Linked DNA regions of Mus musculus: region 1 is linked to region 2. The links are chromatin contacts, called in public Hi-C maps. All regions are on one chromosome and are shown on one strand. The core of a region is the stretch at or near the end of the contact, and the rest is flanking DNA. Distances in the headings are between cores, read along the strand shown.

Region 1 (4,487 bases), core at 526-3,025, 350 kb before region 2:
AGAAGGGAAGGGGAAAGGGAAAGGGAAAGGAAGGACCTAGCCTTTGACAGGAAGAGCTAGGAAAGGCAGTGATTGTAATGGTAGAGAGACTGGGCCTGGGTATGACCTCCTGTGGGCCTGCGTCTTTGAAGGGTGAAAGGAGAAACCGCAGATGGCTCCTGGCCCGTGGGACTTAAAGGGAACCCTCCGGCAGACACCAGAAGGCACCTTGCTTCAGTCTGATTTCTGAAATAGCCAAGCTGCTTCTCGGTTGAGGGAGACAGACAGCATGTGCCGTTTTGAGTACCTCTGTGAGCTGTAGCCATTGCTGGAGGTGCCCTGAAGATGGAAATTAGTTAACTGAGTCTCAGGCCAAGGTTTGTGTTAGCCAGCCCTTCAGGGGACATGAAATTCCCCAAGGATCATGGGATTTGTCCCTCCTGAGGTGCTCATTGAGAAGGTGGGTTTGTTCATGTTTCTTCTTCTTTCCCCAGAGCCTGCCAAGGCTGCCTCGGACCTGACTGCCTGGTTCAGCCTCTTTGCTGACCTCGACCCCTTATCAAACCCTGATGCTGTTGGGAAAACTGATAAAGAACACGAATTGCTCAATGCATGAGTCTGCAACCTTCAACAGGGAGCCCTCGGGCCACTCCGCGGCACCTCATCCAGGGCTTGCAGAAGTCTAATATGCTCAGTGTGCTGTTTTAATATTTACATGCCATTTTAATAAAATGAGAGGGTCAAGGCCCTGTTTCTATCGCTATAGTTATTCACTCCTGTTTGGTTTGTATGTAGTCCGTGTGCATTGAACAGTAGAGGAGTACACAGGGGCCGCTGGCAGGCCACTGCTTACTCTTGCTGACACCCAAAATCCAAGGCTAAATCACACACCTGCATGTGGACTTACACACGTCCTCAGGGGCACCAGGAGGCTCAAAGTGCTTTCTCACGTCCCCATCCCTCTCAGAAGAGGTGTCAGGAAGAGCCCTTCTGCCATGCCACTGTCCACTGAGCTCTGGATGAAGATCCAGACAACCGAAGACACTGTCCCCTGCCACACTTGACTGCGGCCACGTGCCACACTGGCAGAGGAGTGGGGCTGCTTTCTGCTGCATGGACCTTTCTATTGAAGGCAGCCATCCTTGCACATCCTAGTGTCTCCTTTTATCTTTTCCGTAGCTGAATTCAAAAGCATAAACTCCAGGAGCCTCATGGAACCTTTTTTTTTTTAAACAGAAAATTTTAAACATTAAGACAACATTTGCTATACAAACTCAAGTCGTGGATTCTGTGTGGAGACCCAGCTGTGCTAAGAAAAGCATCATTGAAGGTGCAATAGAGGGGCAGGGGGCCCCATGGGCAGTTCTGCAGCTATTGGTCAGAACTGTACATCCCCAAATAAGGCAGCCAGCTACAAGGGCTGCCTGGGACTTTTGTAGGACCAAGAAATAGTGGTAATTACAGATTCACATGTAGCCACATCAACAACTTAGATACCCTGTCAGACTCCCAGACCCCAGAGTTTCTCTATGTCACAGGTAACCTGCTAAGTTAGGGCCCTCTCACATGCCCTCATGTAGACCTAAGCAATGCACAGAAGGCCCTGTGTAAGTTAGTGGTCCAGAAAAAAAGGTTCTCTGTGCTTAGGCCTCTTGAGGGCTCCTGTTGCCTATCTCAGAGAAGGCTCCCTGGGCTTCCTTCAGAAACTCACCCTCAGAAAGGACCTGCCTGCAGTTCTAAAACCACTCTGAGGGCTGGAGACACGGGCCGTTACAGATGTCTTCTTGGTAAAGGAAATGTCTGGGAGCCAGCTGAGGGCCTGGCTTGGGTAGCTTTCCCTGGCTTTGCTGTCTTGTGCTATCAGAGGTCTTGTTGCCAGAATCGTCTCTGGCAGATTTCTCAGCTCCACGTTAATACACTTTGAGGTTGTCACGATACAGAATCAGAACCCAACCTCACACTCCTCTAAACACAGGCATGCTTGCCACCCCTTTAATGTACCGTCCCAGGGGCCTGTGTGCTATGTGAGACTCCATGACAGCCTTCTTCAGTCCTCAAGAGCTTCCTCACAGTCCACCTCCACCATGAGAATGTGGAGCCTCTACCTGCACCTTCAGTTCTCCAAGGATGAAGCTCTACTGTCTCCTGAGAGTTTGGCTCCTGCCCTACCGCTCTCCTCCAGCCATGCCAGGATGGTGCTTCCTAGCCTTGACAGATACGTGCTTTAGACACATGCCTCTACCATTAGACAGTGCCACTTGCGTGGATTAATGATCGCCAGGTCAAGTTGCCCAGCATGGAATGAGGAGTAAGGGTTCTAGTTTCATCCCAGGTCACATTTGTTTGTAGCCATGGAAACCCCAGAAGTCACAGTGAGGAGCTGAATCTGGAAGGCCTGTCTGGCTCCGTCTAGGCGATGGGAAGGCATGGAGGTTGAGGGAGGTAGAGTTTGGAATAGGATAAGCAGTAGGAGGCTGCCTTTTAAAACTGATCAGTGAGTGGGGGGTAGTGGATCACAGTGGTTGAATAAGCTTTGCAACCGGAAAAGGAAAGGGTTGCTCATGGAGGCATTTTCTCCCCAAATTGTCTTTATATTTCTCATGAAAAGGAAAGAAAAGAAGAAGACTCAGTCTCCTTTCCCATCTGCAATCCACTGGGGCAGCCTCTTGATCCCTGTTGAGAGGCACGTTTTGACCCTGCTCACACAAAGCCCCTTGACCACCTCTCCTAAGTAAGGGGAAGCAGCTGCCACCTGGCTCTCTTGTAAGAGCCCCGTACACCCGCCTGGCCAAGAGGCTTCCTCTGGGACCCACCTTGGGGTCTCCCCAACTGCCCACACAAGTGTGATCTCTGCCATGAAGGAGACAATATGTCTTTACCCTCTTTGCCAAACAAGTCTCGCTTCATCTCCAACTCCCTTCGGGCAGCCTGAGCCACCGTTACAATGGAGCTTGAGCTACAGGTAGACCCAGGCTCTCCTTGGCTTTCTGGCTATTTCTGATGGCTTCAGCATGACCCCCGGTTCCCCTCCCTTTTCCTCAGCTAACAGATAAAGAACGCACACACTGTAAGGAGGGACGAGGCATGATTCTGTTTGTGCCTGCCTTCTTTCCCCAACTGGCACTGGCTCTCGGTTCACTTTACAGATTCATTCCCCTCGAAATGTAATTTTAGAAATGTCAAGTTGATTTTGAGTTCTGGGTGAGTGAAAAAACCAATCCATCAGCCTCAGAATTAGAAAGTACTGATTTAGAAAGAGCCAGCATGTTTGATTTTTTTGGTTTGGTTTGGTTTGGTTTGGTTTGGTTTGGTTTGGTTTTGGTTTGGTTTGGTTTGGTTTGTTTTTTTGGTTGTTGTTGTTGTTGTTATTGGAAGTTTTTGCCCAAGAAAATGTATTCTGCTTGAAGCCAGCACCTCTGGGTATGAAGGAGCAAATCCGTTGTGCATTCGCCAATTTTTATAGCTGGTGTGGGGCCAAGGGCTGAGGGCCCTGAAGCCACTTTGGGAGGCTGCCCACCTACTAGATGCCACTTCCCAGACCCCTCCTGCCTATTGTCCCACCGGGCAACTTCTGGAGACAACACCGACTTCCCCCTTTTAGGAGGTGCTGCAGGAAGACTCCACCCCAGAACCAGTATCTGGCGAGGGCTCATGGACAAATACTAATTGATTTTTCCAATATATCAGTGCTGCGCCTGGCTTTGTGATCAACTAGTGTCCGCCACAAAAGCCAGTTAATCCTCTGCTTCCTGCTCTAATTAGAGGCAGCTTTCAAGCCCTGGGACTGGGATTCTCAGTGCAGTGATGTAAGTAGGTCTCTTCAGATTTGTTGGAACACAGATGCCAACTTGGAGGCAAATCCATACGATTGACCATGGCTGCCAAGAAACCTGCATTGGGAAGGCTTCTAATAAATGATAAATGTTTATGGTAGATGTGGGGCAGGCAACACTGCCTCAGACCTTGCCTTTCATGAAGCTTGTAAAGTTAACTTTCTTATCGAAGGAAACCAGTATTCTAGAACCTTCAGAGAGGGGTAAGAACAAAAAAGTTCAGAGACTAGTCATTACCAAAATCCATCCAAACTCAGGCTGACCTAAACACCAAACCAGTAAAGCTATCGTTTAGGAGGTGGAGGCAGGAGGATCACGAATTCAAGGTCACCCTTGGCTATTTAGTCAGTTTGAGACCAGCCTAGCCTAAATGAGGGCCTGTCTTAATTAATCAGTTAATTGATTAATTACTATCTTTAATGTATGACAACAGGCTTACTCCTCAGGTGACTGTTGAGTCCATAAACTTCAGGCACAGTTGGGTCTAAAAGGATCATATGTGCATCCTCCCTGCCCCCAGCTCTGCTTCCTCCATTTCTTCATTCCATCATGCATCTCTTAACAGGAGACAAGATGGCCACAAGTATCTGAAGTGAAAGGTTTGGAATGCATAGGTCCTAGGACCTGTCTTCATTCACTAGGCTCAATGGGTGGACCACAGGCCATTTGACGAGC
Region 2 (4,248 bases), core at 1,384-3,883:
TCTTTCCAGTTTTGTCTAAATGACTAAAGATAACCCTAAACTGATTAGAATTAGCGAACAAATTAAAGTTTTTGTTCAGATACTTCCCCCATAGTTTCATTTTACCCAGCAAGATAATGAGGCAATCATGAAACTATCCACATTTCATAGAGAAGAAAAATAAGACTGAAATGACAGCTTGATTGAAATAATAAAGCATTAAATGACAGAACTTGAAGAGAATCTCAAATTACTATGGTTTCCAGTTAAGTGCCTATATTAGTTTAGGTTTAGTTCATCTGAAAATGACAAAATAAAATAGTGATTTACACAGAATGGAAACATATTCATGTTTTAGTAAGGGATGCTCAAAGGGAAGTATCAAAGGACCATCTGACAGGACCACAGTCTTCAAGGACCCAGCTCCAAAGGGCATACTCTCCAGTTACCTTCACAACATAATTAGGCTTCATGGGCAAGAGAGCACTCAGACGTCTCCCAACTTACCAAGTCCACAATCCAGCAAGCAAGGAAGAAAGGTGCATACCAGCTCCGCTTTGATTTTAATTTTGGTATTTATTTATTATTTCCTTGTTTCTTGAGACAGAATATCTCTGCTATGTAGCTCTGGTTGTTTAGGAGACCCACTTGCCTTTGCCTCCCCAGTGGTAGGATTAAAGCCATGTGGCATCATGGCTAGCCCAACTGGGTTTTAACAAAAAAAAAAAAAAAATAATAATAATAATAATAAAATAAAATAAAATAAAATTCTCCTAGAATCTGCAAACAGAATAACCCCACACCTAAATGGAAAATAGCCACAGAGCTAGAAAAGAAAAGGAAGAAAGGAAAATGAATACAACTAGTGTTTTCTGCCTTGTATCATATTAAAACGAAAGGACAGGAAAATGTTCAACTCCAGATATTTGCTACACAACATGCACCCCTATGTTGTGTGACTATTGTTTTGCCGGCTTATGTATCACCGTAATGTGACATATACTAAATACAGAAATATATTCAAGTCATAATACTGTGTATAATTTTGAATAGTTCTTGGTCTACAGAGAATGATAGAAGTTAACTTCTTTTTTAAAAGCTATTACTAAAATTGAATTTAAAAAAATTAAGTCACGGATGCTTTAAAATGCACTAAAAGTTCCTTACAGCATGAGGGATAAAATTCTAATGTCTCAGCCTATCACAAACTACCTTCCCAGACCGGTTTTTCCTCAGTGACCCTGATATACTCTCTCTAGCCAAGCAGCAACTTTTCAACGGCCCTAAGTAGGCCTTATCTTGTTCTGCGTTATCACCTAAGAATGCTTTGTTCTCCCACCAGCACCTTAGGAAAGAATGATTTCAGCAACTCTTGAACACTGCCATCCCTACAATACTGCATGTTGTTTAGAAGGATGTCAGAGTTCTGACACATAGGGAGAACACCTTGATGAGCTAGAGCAGAATTAAGGAACAAATACTGTGAAAATTCCATCCCTTACACACAGCTGGGAGAATAAGAACTTTCATTACCTAATGAAGTTAAATGAAAAAGCCTCTAACATTTGCCTTGGAACTTAAAGGTCAAGAGTAAAAATAGAGATCACTATGATAAATTAAATATATTTGAGTTTTTCTGGTTATAACTATACAAGGTCAAGAACAAATTACTTTTTAAATCCATGAATACTTTTTAAAGATCTGTGCATTTGTTCTGTAAGGACAGGAGTTAAAACAGGAAGCACATTATGAAAACCTATTTAGTTTTGCTGTCACAATTAAAGCCTTTGGCTCCACACAGAATGAAAGTTACTTACTATTTCCCATTCTGTGGAATGTACATTTTCATTGTACACAGCTAAGCCTTCATTAAAAAAAAAAGAAAGGAAGAAAGAAAGAAAGAAAGAAAGAGAAAAACAGAGATGGGAAAAAAACCTTTTAAAAGTCCTAAATAAAAATAAAATAGGCTTACTGAAATATATGTGCATGCTTTAATTCCCAGAATCAGGAATATAATAGGAAAGAGTCTTTAAGACGACTGATAAAATCTAATTTCATACTTAAGCTCCAAGAAAGGGGGAAACTAAGATATGCACTTCAATATCAAATACTTAAAGATGAAATCCAAACTACTATGAATTACTAAATTAGTTTTAATTTAAAAGAAGCTTAGAGTTATTGTGTCCTACTTTAAGTGCCTGCATATACTGAAGAACGAAATGGGTTCAGCCGTACTGTCATACAATTCTTTTTGTCTCTGTGATAGTTTACTTGCCCAATTTCATTCTCACTCCTCTAAAATTATACTCAATATCTGGTCAACAATATTACTGGAGCAAGAACAATAATCTACATTACTTCTTTTCATTTTATATTCTATTTTTGCTTTAACATAATAAGCTAATGCATGCCTTTGTCTTGGTATTGGATAGAATTATCTGCCAACCCTGCAAAACCCTTTCCTAATTTAAAATAACTACAAGGTTGCACATTACACTAGTAAATTTGTAATCAACTTAAAGATAATGTGTTAAAAGCACAATTAAATGTGTCATAACAGAAGAAGGCCTTGGTAATTACAAACAGTGCCTTGCTTGCTAGCTTTTTAAACAGTAGCTCAAGACTGTGAAAAATCGCCACCCAGTGATGCAAAGGGAAACTGCAATTTGTTTTTGTGTAGATGGAGTACCTGGAGGATTACTTCAACTTCATTACTGAATGAGCTCTAGCCTTCTGCTGTGAATTCTGGGTACACAAGGGAAAGCATGTTTTTCTACTAACCCCACCCCTCACTTTATGCTTAGTCTACATGCTCTACAATCTAAAGAGAGCAAAAGCTTCAGAAGTCCTAGTAAAGAAAAAAGCTTTCCATAAACATGAACTAATTTAGTTGTACGTGACTACTCTAAATACTCCTGTTATCAAGTAAAGTGCCTTGGCTGTCCTGGACCTGAAATTTCAAGTGACCATTAAATAGAAGTACTAGCCGAAAGGAGAAGGTATTCTCAGGTGGAAAAGGAAAGGAAAGGGGCACCATTTTCAGATTTAACAGTGTAACTGACTGTGGCCTCTTTAGAAACTGGTCATAGAGGCTCTAAGGAGATACTGTAACCAATTCTAAACAGTCCATACTGGCAGGGGATTGTTTCTCAGTCATAGACTTTCTCACTGAGAAGCCAGAGGATAAGAAAACAAAACCAATCATTTTTTGCTCCTATAATGTTTCTGGTTCAGATACTAATTTAAAAATCTTAGGTGAATATCTATTGGCCGTTTTTAGTGAAAGTTTACCTGCAGGTTCACTGATCCCCAGTAGGTGGCACTGCTTGGGGAAGTTATGGAAGTTATGGACCTGGAGCTTTGCTGGAGGGAGTCTTGCCGGGCCAGCTTCACAGCTTCAGCCGTCTTCCAGTTCTCTCTCCTTGCTTCCTGCTCTGATCCCTCAGCCTCCTGACCTGGCCTCAGGATACCGTACCTTCCTTCCCTGCTGTTATGGACATCTAGTCCTCTGGAAATATGAGCCCAAATAAACTCTCTCTTACAAGTTGCTTTTGGCTGTAGTATTTTCTCACAGCAGAAAAGTAACTAGTACATATTCCAAAATATGTGAATATGGTACCCTGTTAACAATAAAACTATGAAAAAATATACCACTGAACTTATCTTTTCAAAGTATTTTCATATGGTATGCCCTGAGATTAAAGTAAATATTACATAAAGAGACTGCTATAGAGTGACATGACAAAACAGGTAGTTTACCACAATAAAAAAAATTTTAAAGTTTGTCTTTATAAATTTTAATGGTAATACAATAATTCCTAGTAATGGTTAGAATTTTTATCAGTTAAGTCGATTAAGTCTGTGAATGCTAATGATATTTTACTACAAAAACAATACTACTATGAGCCTTCAACTTCCAGGAGGTTAGTTCTATATAATAATTTAAAAATATTTTAGTTATTTAAAATATCGGAGAATAAACAGTGAGGTAGCCAAATTAGGATCCAAACTTAATAAACAGTGATAAAATGCCAAATTCTCCTTTATTTAAAAGAAAGTACATTCATGTTTAAAAGGTAAAGTACACAATTTAATGTTCTCAGGGGTTTTTTTTGTTGTTGTTGTTGTTTCTGTTTTTTGGCTTTTTCTTTTTTTAAAATATTTTTATTAGGTATTTTCCTCATTTACATTTCCAATGCTATCCCAAAAGTCCCCCATACCCCCCCACTCCCCTACCCACCCACTTCCACTTTTTGGCCCTGGCGTTCC

Evidence for each region. Hi-C and Micro-C count contacts between places; a contact is called where the count stands out from the background.
Region 1: a contact with region 2 is called in a Hi-C map of pre-B cells, with 4 times the contacts expected there. The contact joins two enhancer-like sites. A contact is called at or near these places in 1 of 15 datasets of contacts at CTCF or cohesin (pro-B cells), 2 of 484 Hi-C or Micro-C datasets (cortical neurons and pre-B cells), 1 of 115 datasets of contacts at active chromatin or transcription factors (large pre-B cells) and 2 of 9 other capture datasets (embryonic stem cells and liver).

Annotation. Positions count from the first base shown.
Region 1 is chr6:8,626,784-8,631,270 of GRCm38.p6, reverse strand. It overlaps Ica1 (islet cell autoantigen 1), which reads left to right. Exons shown (of 14, transcript NM_010492.3): 14 at 474-744. The coding sequence ends at 595. Among named protein-coding and RNA genes, the nearest start is that of Gm35621, 5.7 kb to the right of the region's middle. Within about 2 kb of position 1,775, at least 9 of the 459 cell types and tissues checked have an H3K27ac peak or open chromatin away from gene starts, as enhancers often do. A contact at or near this core is called in pre-B cells, where this site is marked.
Region 2 is chr6:8,273,681-8,277,928 of GRCm38.p6, reverse strand. All of the region lies in intron 2 of Umad1 (UMAP1-MVP12 associated (UMA) domain containing 1), which reads right to left. Among named protein-coding and RNA genes, the nearest start is that of Umad1, 17 kb to the right of the region's middle. Within about 2 kb of position 2,633, at least 70 of the 459 cell types and tissues checked have an H3K27ac peak or open chromatin away from gene starts, as enhancers often do. A contact at or near this core is called in pre-B cells, where this site is marked.